Linked DNA regions of Mus musculus: all the other regions are linked to region 3. The links are chromatin contacts, called in public HiChIP or PLAC-seq maps. All regions are on one chromosome and are shown on one strand. Each heading gives the region's core, a stretch centred on a gene start, on an enhancer-like site or on the middle of the called end of the contact. The rest is flanking DNA. Distances are from core to core; before and after follow the strand shown.

Region 1 (3,958 bases), core at 288-2,787, 230 kb after region 3:
GGAGTGTGCAGTGGCAAAAATAACAAGAGAAATAGTACTTCAAAAACAAGGTGCAGAGGTGAGAATCAACTCCCCAAAGTTGTTCTCAGCCTGCCACACACACACACACACACACACACACACACACACACACACACACACACACACATACACACATACACACACACACACACATACACACACACACACACACACACATACACACACACACACACACACACACACACACACACATGCCCACACTTGAATTTGAAGAAAATAGGACCCCAAGAGATTAATTTTATCTAAACCTATATTATAATGATTGGGTTTATAAATATGTACATGTGTAAGAAAGGGGGTGAAGGGTTTTGTGTGACCACTGTTCACACACATGCAAACAAATTGTCATATCTCTAAGAGTAGAAACCTGCATGCAGTGCATTCCTGTGGCCTGACACTCATACTCTGCCACTTATTTTTCTAAGCTACACAGAGCATGTGTAACCCTCTATATACTTTCTTTTATCTGTCCAGTGTGTGGCCACCTCGTTTTTATTGTAATTCTGGCTTTCATTTAATTTATTAGTCCATGGCCTATGTACACATATTTTAATAATTTTGAAAGCCTCTTGTCGTCATTGAAGCTTGCCTAAGGAAAGCCTGAGATAATCAGTATTTCAGATTTTACTGCACTGCTGTCCCCTCCCCCACCACATGCCCACACTCATATAGGTTTTGCTTTTTTTTTAAAAAAAAAAAAAGGAGAGATTTAACAGCCATAAGGCACTTTTAAAAATAACATTCACATCTGGGCTGACCACCTGTTTGCCAAAATTTAGCTTGATGTTAATTAAAACAGGCATGTTATAAAGCTCAGGAAATGGCAGCTGACCCCTAACCATGAATGTAGTGCTATAATAATATGTAGTAAAAATAAGACATTTGGGGCTGTTGTCCAAACCACTCATGCATTAAAATTCTCACCACTGTATACTCCCTTGCAGGAGGACGTGCAAATCAACTGCAAAAGTGGTTGAACCAAAATAATAATGATAATGATAATTCTAGGGAAAAGAGCTATTCGTTCATTTCACAGGCAGTTTCAAAGGCCCATCCTAAGCAAGCATTGTGGTCCACCCAGTGAGGAAGACTCCAGACAGAGAATGGAAGACTGATTAGCATCTCTTGTCCAGACAGTGGTGCTGTCAACATCACTGATATTTACTGATGAACAGTTTGCTGTGTGTGTGGAGCAATGTGAAACATTGGTTTGCATGACTTCACTCCATCGTTCCTTCAGTTCTGCAAGGATCAGGAGCTCTGCTGAGATCCATGTAACAGACAAGGCAAAGAACGTATCTAAGAGCCAGTTCACTGCCCTGCGTGGTTCAGTGGCCGAGACTTGAATGCCGACTATCTGGGTGTGTCATTGAGGTTCTACATGAATGACCAGAATGTCTGGTCCTTCCCCCCACTTGGTCCCTGCTCTGTTTGAGAACTCAGGCCATGCTGTTTAGAACCAGCCGTGGAGATTTTGCTAGGTTTGGTACCGCCTCCCAGCCTACCCCTACCCGTGTTACTTTCTTCCCCTGTGGCCCCAGAGAGTCTCCCTCCTCTGCTCACTTTCCTATCAGCCTCACTTGTTTGAAACTACTCTTAATTGCCTTTGACAAGCTGACATTTGACAGCTCTGTCTTTGTTCTGCTTTTCATAGGATCCAGTTCTTTGCCCTTACCTCTGAATCGCAAGTCGCAAGTATTCCCTTTTCTCCTTGTTCTTCAAATGTTTCCTTTTATAAACTGGGGGGAACTGGAATTTCCCTGAATATTTTCTCCTTTATTCATCTCTGGATCCATCCTTGCATTTTAGGGCATGTATATGTGGGGTGCAGTTAACATAGTTAATATGTATTATACCCTCACAGAACATTAGGCTGCATATGCACGGCCTTAAAAGAAAGCCTTCAACTGGGCCCATCAACATTTCCTCATGTGGAGGGGGAGCCTCATAAGGCCCCACCCCTCAATGAGGTAAAATCTGTGTTGGCATGTATTTTAAATTATAAATGATTACATAAATTGTAAGTGCTTGGCTTATTGTACAAACTGTGTTGCCAAAAGTGCCCAATTGGTATGGCTAAGTTCAAACTACAACACTTAGTTAACGCATAAAATCACCATATTTGCTTTTAATATGTGTAGCTTCTTTAAGAAATAGAAAACAAGACCCTCTGAAATGCAATTGTGTTGTAGCTCCTGAAAGCCATTGTACTTGATGAGCAAGAGTCACAGACGCTGCTAGATACCCAATATATGAGGTCCAGCACATTCTATGCCAAAGGGCTTAGGGGGTTTGTCTATGCCCCCAGCAGACTGGTGTGGAATTAAAATGCCCAAAGATGTGCCCCCCTTCTATACTTACTATGTGAAATTGGATGGGCCCTTATACCCGATTCTGCCTTGGTTAAATATAGCTTTGGTAAAAAATAATAATAATAATAATAAGTTCTCACTTTATGAGCTTCTCACTAAACAATGATGAAATTGAGTGAGATTCTACACATACAAACTTAACCTAGCAAGAAGTCAATGAATGACACTGACTACTAACACCAATTCCTTAGTGTTGTCATTGTTTTATAAAGGTGTGTGTGTGTGTGTGTGTGTGTGTGTGTGTGTGTGTGTGAATGCGCGCGAGTGCGTGAGTGCATGTGTGCGTGTTTTAAAGAGGGAGACAGAGTTTTATATGCCACATGTGTGCACGTGCTGCAGAGGCTAAAAGAGGACATTAGATTCCCAGGAACCTGAGTTATAGGTGATTGTGAGCTACCTCATGTGAGGGACACTAAACCTGTGTCCTCTGCAAGAGCAGTAAGTGTTCTTAACCTTTGGCGGACCTCTCCAGCCCGACCACTGGTTTTCAGACAGTTTTTTTTTTCTCCACAGCTACTAATCACAATTGTTACAAAAGTCCATCTGAGGAGCGATCCAAGTAACCCTCCCTCTTCAACAGCATCGGTAACAGCAGCCTCTCTTCAGCAACCACTCCAGCAAACACCATCCTGTTTCAACTGTCCTTTGCCCCTTTATAGAGTCTTCTCTTTGCCTGGAAATGTTGATTGGTTCTCCTGTGAACTGGGTCTCATCGAATCCAAATTGCTCTCCAGTTTTTCAGATTAAAAATGAGTACCTCTGCAAAGTCTACCCTGACTATCCAAGACAGACAAACATTCCTTGTACCAGTTTTAGAGATTACACTCCCAAATAGACTGAGAAGAAAATGGGGATGCTATTTTAGCTTCTTATGCCTCTACTGTACTCTCAACACCAGGTGTAACGGCTCATGCATCACAGGGTCCTATTTAGGAGGCTTTAACACCAAAGAATAGAAACTTTAGCCCCCCCCCCCAATTACTTAAATATTAAGCAAATATATGGCCAAATACAACTTGATTCACAAAGGCAGAGTAGGTCTTGGGGCTCAGTTGCGGGTTCAGCATCCACGTGAAGAAGAGACCAGTTCCCATCACCTCTCCATTGTCATCCTTAGCTGCTCTTATCTTTAAGCTAGAGACTCTAGCCACAAGTGGGCCGCTACAGCACCAACTCTCTCACCCGGCAGTAGCAACAACAAAGAGTGAAGAAACTGTCTGTCTCTGCTATGCTTTCTTCAGAAGCCTAGAAACCTTTCCCAGAAGCCCCATCAGACTTCTGATTCTCCATTTCCCAGGATTATGGTTTTATGCTCATTCTCAAACCAGTCATTCACAAGGGAAATGAGATTACCACAATTACGTCAGGCTAGGGATCAGCAAACATTCTCTGTAAGGGGCCAGATAATAAATATCTAAGGCACGGCAGACCAGACTGTCGCCACTGCATAGCTCACTGTGTCCGTGCAGGGTAAAAGCACTCAAAGACTGTATGTAAATGAATGGTGTAGTTGTGTCCCAATAAAACTATTCATGGATTCCAAA
Region 2 (4,304 bases), core at 701-3,200, 190 kb before region 3:
AAATTGGCTTAGGAATTTCGGAGTTATACTCACAGGCAAGGAAATGACATCTCTTCTGTTTTCAAAAGAAAAAGAAAGAGGTTTTAGTCACCGCAGGCTCAGGGAAGGAAACTAAGGAGTGAATGAACCCTTAAAACTCTAAGGAGTCTGATAGCCTTGCTTAGCTAAGGCGTCTCAGAGATTGGGGCAGAAACATCTGGAAAAAGAAGACTCAGGGAGTTAGTGGGCAGGAAGGGAAGGAAAACCGAGTCTTAACAAGATAGCTCTTTGTATGTTTAATGACATAATTAGTGGGGGATGGGACCCGTGGATGTTTTTAGACTTATGCTCTGTCAAATCACCAAAGAGAACAAAGTTCTGTTTGCCACACCTTGGGCCTTTTGTAAGTTAAAGCCTCTGCCATAATGTAACTTGGTAATTCTAATCATGAATCCAAAATGGACAGAGTCTGTGTTTTCCTGGGGACAGGGGTGCACATGAACATTCTGGGGTGCATATATGGAGGCCAGAGGTTGGCACTGGGCATCTTTCTCAGTCACTCTCTGTCTCATTATTTTGAGAATTTCCTTGAGCAGGGAGCTTCACCACTAACTAGGTCTCGAGGCTGGTGAGCTCCAGGGATCTACCAGTCTGTATGGCCTCCACCAACGAGTGCTAGGGTTACAGGTTCATGAATGACACTATATTTAACTTTTATATGGGTGGTACGAGCCAAACTCAAGTCCTCCTGCCTATATAGAAAGCAGTCTGACCATTGAGCCACCTCCAGTATTTTAAACAAAGCTCCTTTAAACACAAACTCATGAGTATCTAAGAGGCATCTATTCACAGAAATGACAAAAGAAAGTGCATTAAATAACCTGAACATATTAAGCAGAGGTTGAATAGATAAGTGGCTCAAAGCTCATTTTGCCAGCAAATTTCTACCCTTGGTCTTTCTTAACCAGTAAGTACATCAGAAGTCCTGCACCAGAGGAGTATCTGGTGCAGGTTACATGTCTCCAGTGATGTCCTTCATTGCCTCAACCTATGCCTGTGGCTTTAGCCATAATCTGCAACAATGGGCTGTCCATATTCAGTTTCAGTCCCATGCAGATGTGGCTTTTGCCACTGGCGTGAACATGTCTCACTCTCGTCCTCCACCCCCCACCAGCTGATGAGCTCTGAGGTGGCAGGCTAGCACGTGTGCATAGACAGGAGCCACGCTATAGTACTCTGTGCATCTTACCTGCCTGGTTGCAGCATGTGGGGAGTATGTAGTCTGCTCTGCTGCTGCCCAGTTCCTCCCACACTCCTCCTACCTTTTGATATGCAACCAGCTAGAACCAAATCAGCAGCTCACTATTTTCCTCCTTGCAGGATGCGGGATTCACCCTTCTGGCAGCCTGGGTCCCAAATTGGGCCTCCATCAGGAAACCCTCAAAGCTGAGAGATTTTTACAGAATTTAATGGGCTTTGGGGGACACTTTTGCAGACAGAGTACAACTATTCAAACTGCTCAGGCCTGACTTGAAGGCACATCATAAGGTGCACCCTACAACCTGTCTGTAGCAGGCTCTTTTGAATCTTGTCCTTGAAACAAAAACAAGAGGGGGCAAAAAGAAAGAAAGAAAAGAAAGAGAGGAAGAGAGAGAGGGAAAAGAATGGGGAAAAAAAGACATTTGGTGTCCCCTGGGACGTTCCCAGCAGAGCCTCTAAGTGCTGTGTGACAGAAAGAACTGCCAGGAGTCCTCAGGCCTGGAGGGAGGAAGTGGATGAGAGAGACCGGGAGATGAGAAGGGCCTTCAGCAGCCATTGGGGAGGCAGTAGCGGGGGAGAAGAAAGGGAGGCGCAAGCACTGAAAACCAACAGAAACCCAGGTGGGAACGGCCTTGTGGGAAATCAGGCTGTCAGCAAACAAAGCTGGAGGCTGGGCACCACCGCCTTCTCGGCCTGGCTCCTGGGCAGGGGGATCGGTCTGCAAATAAATTAGCAGTGGCTTTGGCTGCTTGGAAATTAATACTGACACCGCGAAAGCAGCAAACGACTCCCTTTTATCCACAGCAAAGGAACTCATCTTCACAAAGGGATTTCCACCACTCCCCCCACCCCATTCGTTATTTTATTTTGCTTTGTTTTCTCAGAGGAAGCAAATGAGAAGCCACTTACATGAGAAGCTCAGGTTAAGGGAAGGGGAAGGAGAAAGAGGGGGAAAAATAGTTTCATTTCATGTACCACTGGTTTAGAACTTCATTTAGAGCTAATCACACCCGCATCTCGCCCCCACCCCCAGCCCCCGAGTGGGCTCTGACAGCAACACAGCCTGGATTGCCACGTGGAAGACAGGCACCCAGAGCTTTGCCGATGTGGATGTGGACACAAAGGCTGAGAGAGGCTCTCATGATTTCTGGTAATGACTTGAGGAAGTTCAGTTACTAGGAAAGGCAGCTGAGAACTCTTTTAAGATCTTCTAGAAGTCCGTAGCATCCTCATCTCTGCTTTCTCCACAAGATCATGGTTCCCCCTTACAATAAATCTGGAGGAAGTCCAAATAACTGAAATGGGTGCCCCGCATATGCGTGAGCCAATCTGGGCAAAGGCAAGTCTCCAGGGCTGAGTCACATTTAATTTTCTAGTGAGAAATGGGAAAAAATCGTCCTTTCTACCCCAATGGTGCTCTACTAACTATGAGAGCAGAATCAATGGACAATTGTAAAGAATCAGATTCCTTTAGGAAAATCAGCCCCTGGCAAGTCTCTACTACCCAGTGTCCTATTAATTACCACCCCCTCCCCACCTCCCAGTCATTTCTATGCCTCTATGGTAAACTCAAAATTGATGAAAGCAAAATGGACTTTGAAGCCTCATGAATTCTTAAAACACACTCTGGACTATCAAAGCCACAATTATTTGATCTCATTTTACAGGAAATTATATGTTATCTCTTTATGCCTTGGAAAAGCAATAATCCATATGTAATAGTTATGGTCACTCTATAATGGCCAAAATTCTTGATTAGTGAGCATGACTCTACTACCATCAGACAGCAGGGCCTTTACTGCATATTAATTTTTTAGCTGCTTCCCAGACAAGCTGACTGGGCCTCCTCATTTGTGATAGCCACAATCCCCCCATGTAGACAACAATACAATCAAGGTAAAAAGAAAACTCACCCATGAATATCCAGCGATAAAGGATTGGAATAGATTCAGAGGAGATCGATCCCAGAGCACTATTGCAAGATGGTCCAGCATGAAATAAAATAAAGATACCCCCATCAGAGTTTTCAGATGAGAAATAGCTGACTCAGGAGCTGATGCTGTAAGATAGGGAAAGGAAGCCAACGAAAGCAAGTGGACTGTGTCAAGGATGGTGTATGTGACGGTAGCAGATACAGAGATGATGAGCCATGTTGCTGCTCTCTCCTTCCCACACTGCAGTGCTCTTATGTCCTAAGTTTCACATAAAGACAGTAGGACACATGTGCCCCGAGTAGGGGGAAAGGAGAATTGTCTAGGCTGTGTTTTAAAGAAAGACGTCAATGCATCAAATGTAGCTGTGAACAATGAATCTTCCATGTCTTCATAACTGCATCTGTATGAGTTGACTTTAAATGAGATGGTTGATTGTATAGCCTTTGCATATCTTTTCTTTTTAACAAACTTTTAGTTTTGATAACGAGGGAAGTTGTCACAAATGTTTGAATTAACATGCAAACATGAATATGAATTTGCCATTTGGAAGGCAAAAAATAGAGATGAAAACAGATATCATATATATACATATACATATATATATACATCACACATTAATATTTACTCAAGTTATAATAACAAATCACAGTAGGCTGAACTCAAAAAGAAGGTTTAGAAAAGAATCCATGCCGTATAAATACCTGGTAGAGCATGCACAGTACCTGTGATTAAGAATTTAAGGGCCTGGAGAGATGGATCAGAGGTTAAACGCCCTTGCTGTTCTATAGGTCTCAAGTTCAATTCTCAGAATCCATATCAGGTAGCTCACAACTGTCTATAATTCTAGCTCTAGGAGAATTCAATGTTTCTGGCCTCTAGCCATCTGCACACCACTCCCCTACACACACACACACGCACACGCGCACACACACACACACACACACACACACACACACACACACTAAAATAAACTGAAGAGGATTCATCCTTAAAATCCAGAAGCTATGAAGAACAGAACATGCATTACTTTGAAGTTTGGCTGCTTTGTTCATAGCCAAATAGGTTTGATGACACTCACAGGCCTGGCTTAACGTATCTGACAGTAGGGGTGACTTGATAACTTGCTATATT
Region 3 (4,538 bases), core at 1,726-4,225:
CCTATATAATGTGGCCATTTTGGCTAAGCAGGGCCCTTTACCTTTTGCCCTCGTGGCCTTCCCTGCAGGTTCCCCTCTCTTTCTCTCAATGTCCCCCCCCCTTTCTTCACATAGCCTAGCTAAAGGGCATGTTCACACTGGACGCTTCCAGATGCCACTGGTTATGCTCACACTCATATCTACAATAAAACTCCTCCAACATACCCAGGAGCAGTCCTGTATCTCTCTCTCCCTCTCCCTCTCTCCCTTCTCTCCCCCTCCCTCTCCCTCTCTTTCTTCATTCAATTATCATTCTACCTGTCCTCTTCTGGAAAGATGTTTGCCCATGGTGAATTAGGATGTGGGAACCTGCCAGCATGGTCCAGTTGGGATGACAGATAAGGAGGCAGTGTCTTTGCCTTCTGGGCAGCAATGGCTTAATATTACAGATAAGATGAATTCAAAATTTATCTCAACAAGATTTTCCTTTGCAAGATCAGAAACCTAGCACATTCTGCTAAATGCAGGTTATTATCAACACTCAGCTATACTAGCGTTTGGAGCATAAAGAAAGAAAAGCAAATAAATAAATAAATAAATAAATAAACAGATAGATAGATAGATAGATAGATAGATAGATGATAGATAGATAGATAGATAGATAGATAGATAGATAGATAAAAATAAATTACCAAACCAAATCATAAAGCCTACCCTTCTTGAGAATGGGATACATTCTGAGAAATGAGTCATCAGATGAACTGAGCATTGTGGGAATGCTACCATGTGCACTTATTCACAGCTGCATGGTGCGGCCCACTGCACACCTTGTCCTATGGTATATATAGCCTGACATGTAGTCTGTCATCAAAACATCTTCATGTGGCCTGAGACTGAGTAAGAGAACCAACGCTTCACACAAGCAATCTTAAAATTATACATTTATTTATGTTGCATGTATGTGTGTGGGCATGCACACATCACTACCTACATGTGAAGGTTAGAAGACAATTTGTGACTTAGTTTTCTCCTCCTACCATGGGAATTGTAGCTTATTTAGTTCATCATGATCTTACCTGGTTCTATTTGTGTTGCTGAAAAGGGGGAAGGGTTTGGTTCTCTTACAGCTAAGTAATATTCCATCATGTATTTTCTTCATTTGTTCATTAATAGATGGATCCTTAGTTTGTTCCCATGTCTTGTGTACTATAAACCATGCTGTAGTAAACACTAAGTACAAATATCTCTTCAGAATGCCAACTCTTTTCTCTTGGTTATATACCCAGTTATATGATAATAGTAGAATCACCGTGTTATGTAATAATTCTATTTCTACTTTTTTTTTTCTACACTGAATCTTAATTGCCAAAACTTCTAACTTCAGCTACAAGTTGTCTTGTTAAAATCCTTCAATTTAGCCTAAGTGTGATTTTTTGATAACTTCCAGAATTTGCAAAATTCTTCAATTAAAAAAAACACCAGTGCCGGGCATGGTGGCACACACCTTTAATCCCAGCACTCGGGAGGCAGAGGCAGGCGGATTTCTGAGTTCGAGGCCAGCCTGGTCTACAGAGTGAGTTCCAGGACAGCCAAGGTTACACAGAGAAAAACAAAACAAAACACCAAAAGAGTGAGACACGGTGGGTCATGGCTGCAATCATAGTCATCAAATAGTTGAAATGAGTCCCATGAGTCCCGTAGCTTCAGAAGAACCTTAACAGAGACCAAAATCTCTAGCTTTTATTCTGTAGATCATAATCATATCACAAGTATAGACTTAGAAAGTTCAGAAAACCTATTTGTCAGTGCTTCAGGGAAAGTTTAAGTCATAGTCAGGTTTAAACTTCCGAGCCCTTGGCTGAACACTGCTTTCAAGCTATGTATGCTATGTATCTATGTACACTATGAGTACATCAAATATACACAAACAACCTAGTGATACCTGAGACCTTGGTATTATGCAAAGAGTAATACACATGATGTAAATTTCCTATATCATTGATCACCACTTTGCATGTGGAAAACTTCACTAATTACAGATGTATATATGTGGCCACATTTTCTCTAGATGCTGAGACCTCAGAAATGTAAGCTCAACAAAAACTGCCAAGTGAGTGTTGCTTTTCCTCATCAAATGTCACAATGGAGGTGGAGCCCATCAAAAGTGAAGTCACCAAGAATGCTGATTGGAGAGGCAGGAGCAGCGGCTCAGTGGTAAAGAGGACTTACTGCTCTTTCAGGGGCTCCAGCTCCAGGACCTGCTGCTCTCTTCTGGCTTCCATGGGTACCCACAGGCACTTACCAGATGTCCTCACATGCTTGCTGTCCACCCATGTAAACATACAAGCATACAAGGAGGGAAATGCTGGTTTGAAATGGTGAAGGAAGAATCTTAAGGAATTGATTTTAACGGATCTTCTTTTTAAAAAAAAAAAAATAGGTTGATTCGTTTCTGATTTCTGTCCCTGTGAAAACTCGCTTTTTCTTTGGAAGAGAAATTTTATCACAGTAACTGAGGAATGCCTCTTTTTAAAGCAAAAGAATGTCATCACAATGGAACATCTGGTGTTAGGACAGAATATCCCCTGCCTCCAGATCCACATTGTCTACCATGCTGGATCCTCCCTGTATTAAAGCAGATGTTGAGAACATGCCCTTATGCTGGAAATATTTTCCAGGATGGCAGGTGTACATGGACAGGTAAATGAATCTCACAATACCACAGACATCCGGAATATGAAGATTTTGGTTAACCGAGGAAAAGAATTGTTGTCCTGTGTGATTTTGGGAACCTGAAGATCATATCTGCCTTATTCCTCCACTCTTCTTCCATGAAATGATCCCATAGGCTCCTGTGTTTGAACACTTGGACTTCATGGTGGTGCTGTTTGAGGAGGCTGTGAAACTCCAGGAAGTAGAACCTCATAAGAGGAAATAGTTCCCCAGGGGCAAGCCCTTGAGTCTTCCTAGCTAGAGCCCACTTCCTGTTTACTCTCTGCTTCCTGAGTGTGAGTGAAGCTGACTAGCTCTCTTTGGCCTGTGATGCTGTCCCCGGCTCTCTACCCCAGACTTGCAAGCCAAATAAATCTTACCCTACCTTAATTGCTTTCTCTTGTATTTTGATGTAACAACTAGCAAGCCACCCTTCTATCACAGCAATAGGGTGATCTTTAAAGGAAATCCCAGCTTTGGGAAGATTCTCTCTCTGTGTCAAAGTGCCCCTCAGCTCCTCTACCCTGCAACTGCAGGAGTACCCCATGCCATATGTGTACATTGAAAGGGTGTTAACAACTAATTTCCCAAAGAAGAGTAAGGTCATCTTGTTAGGGACACTTGGCGAGCATTTGAGTACTGATTCTATGTTACACATCAATTTAGGATTTGGAAACATAATGAGTCATTTCCAGAAATCTCTGTACCTAGGAATTAGAGAGAACACATGTCAAACAGGAAACATTAACATTAAACAGGCATTAACTGTACTTCTGAGCCATGCTGCAGGTTTTCTCTGGGTCCTTTGGTATCATTGGGCACATATAAAGCCTCAGCAAAGACATAAAGAGTATTGCATTCATCTCTAGCAGCTGGAGTCTGGCCCAGTCAATGTATTTATTATATCTGTTGTCTCCACGTGAGCCCCAGGTACTTCAACAGCTATACTAAGCCTGGCTTCCTGTTCCCAGGTGTGTACCATTCCATCACTGTCTAAACTTGATGCCAGTGCAGGTCTCCACAGTTAGTGGAAAAGAAAGAATAAGATGCATTATAGAGAGGGGCAGGACAAGCTGCAGGGTCAGAAGAGAGGGGTGGTTCAAGCAACTGAGGCAGAATTGTGTACCAGCTTCTGAGCTGTTGGCTGTTAAAAAGCTTCTGTGACCTTTAAGAAACATCACCCAAATTCTCATCTTTGGAGACATGCAATGCTGGGACTTGCTTCTGGAGATGTCTGGGAAGGTCAAGGCTCTCGGAGAGTACTGGCTCTTGCCTTGCTGCTCATACCTTGCACAGCAGCCCTCAAAGAGCAGCCTCAGTGTGTCTTCCTGAAACACCGGAACTGCTGGGAGGTGCCCAACTTCATTTTTTCCGTTTTCTGTGGCTTCTGAGCGCAGATCTCCATGTGTGCCGAGCCAATGAATAGTAAATATCAAGCCCTTGACTTTCTCAGACCTGTGGGACCCGTGTAAGGGGAAAAAGAAAAGGGCTCTCAAGAGTCTCACACTCCTTTCTTTAAGCTGCCATCTCCTCTGTTTGGAGTCCTCTTGCCTGGTGTACAGAGAAGTAATAAAACATGGCAGAGAACAGCACAAGGTTCAAATGTCAGACTACATCTACTTTGGAGTGTTTTATGAAAACAGTGCCACAAGACTCAGAATCAGCCTGAAAGCTCAGATCCAAGACCCTGGGCCTTCTGTTGTTGTTCAGATTATTATCCTGGCATTTTGTTAAGCCAGCTCCATATTACCCAGGAATAGATAGAGGGCGGCTACTCTTTTTGCAGGATATGGTATCTGACTGTTCTTGTTGAAGTCAAACCTTAATGTGTTCTAAATGTGTGATAT

Evidence for each region. HiChIP or PLAC-seq counts read pairs in DNA pulled down with a chosen protein or histone mark.
Region 1: a contact with region 3 is called in an SMC1A HiChIP or PLAC-seq map of large pre-B cells, with 4 times the contacts expected there. The contact joins two enhancer-like sites. A contact is called at or near these places in 1 of 15 datasets of contacts at CTCF or cohesin (large pre-B cells) and 1 of 115 datasets of contacts at active chromatin or transcription factors (large pre-B cells).
Region 2: a contact with region 3 is called in an H3K4me3 HiChIP or PLAC-seq map of the 230-238 cell line, with 3 times the contacts expected there. The contact joins two enhancer-like sites. A contact is called at or near these places in 1 of 15 datasets of contacts at CTCF or cohesin (pro-B cells), 3 of 484 Hi-C or Micro-C datasets (liver, muscle stem cells and nephron progenitors) and 2 of 115 datasets of contacts at active chromatin or transcription factors (the 230-238 cell line and large pre-B cells).

What each region holds. Positions count from the first base shown.
Region 1 is chr11:45,440,669-45,444,626 of GRCm38.p6, forward strand. No RefSeq gene overlaps it. Among named protein-coding and RNA genes, the nearest start is that of Gm22284, 200 kb to the right of the region's middle. Within about 2 kb of position 1,538, at least 13 of the 459 cell types and tissues checked have an H3K27ac peak or open chromatin away from gene starts, as enhancers often do.
Region 2 is chr11:45,025,016-45,029,319 of GRCm38.p6, forward strand. No RefSeq gene overlaps it. Among named protein-coding and RNA genes, the nearest start is that of Gm51859, 61 kb to the right of the region's middle. Within about 2 kb of position 1,951, at least 16 of the 459 cell types and tissues checked have an H3K27ac peak or open chromatin away from gene starts, as enhancers often do. A contact at or near this core is called in the 230-238 cell line and pro-B cells, where this site is marked.
Region 3 is chr11:45,211,351-45,215,888 of GRCm38.p6, forward strand. No RefSeq gene overlaps it. Among named protein-coding and RNA genes, the nearest start is that of Gm12159, 97 kb to the left of the region's middle. Within about 2 kb of position 2,976, at least 19 of the 459 cell types and tissues checked have an H3K27ac peak or open chromatin away from gene starts, as enhancers often do. A contact at or near this core is called in the 230-238 cell line and pro-B cells, where this site is marked.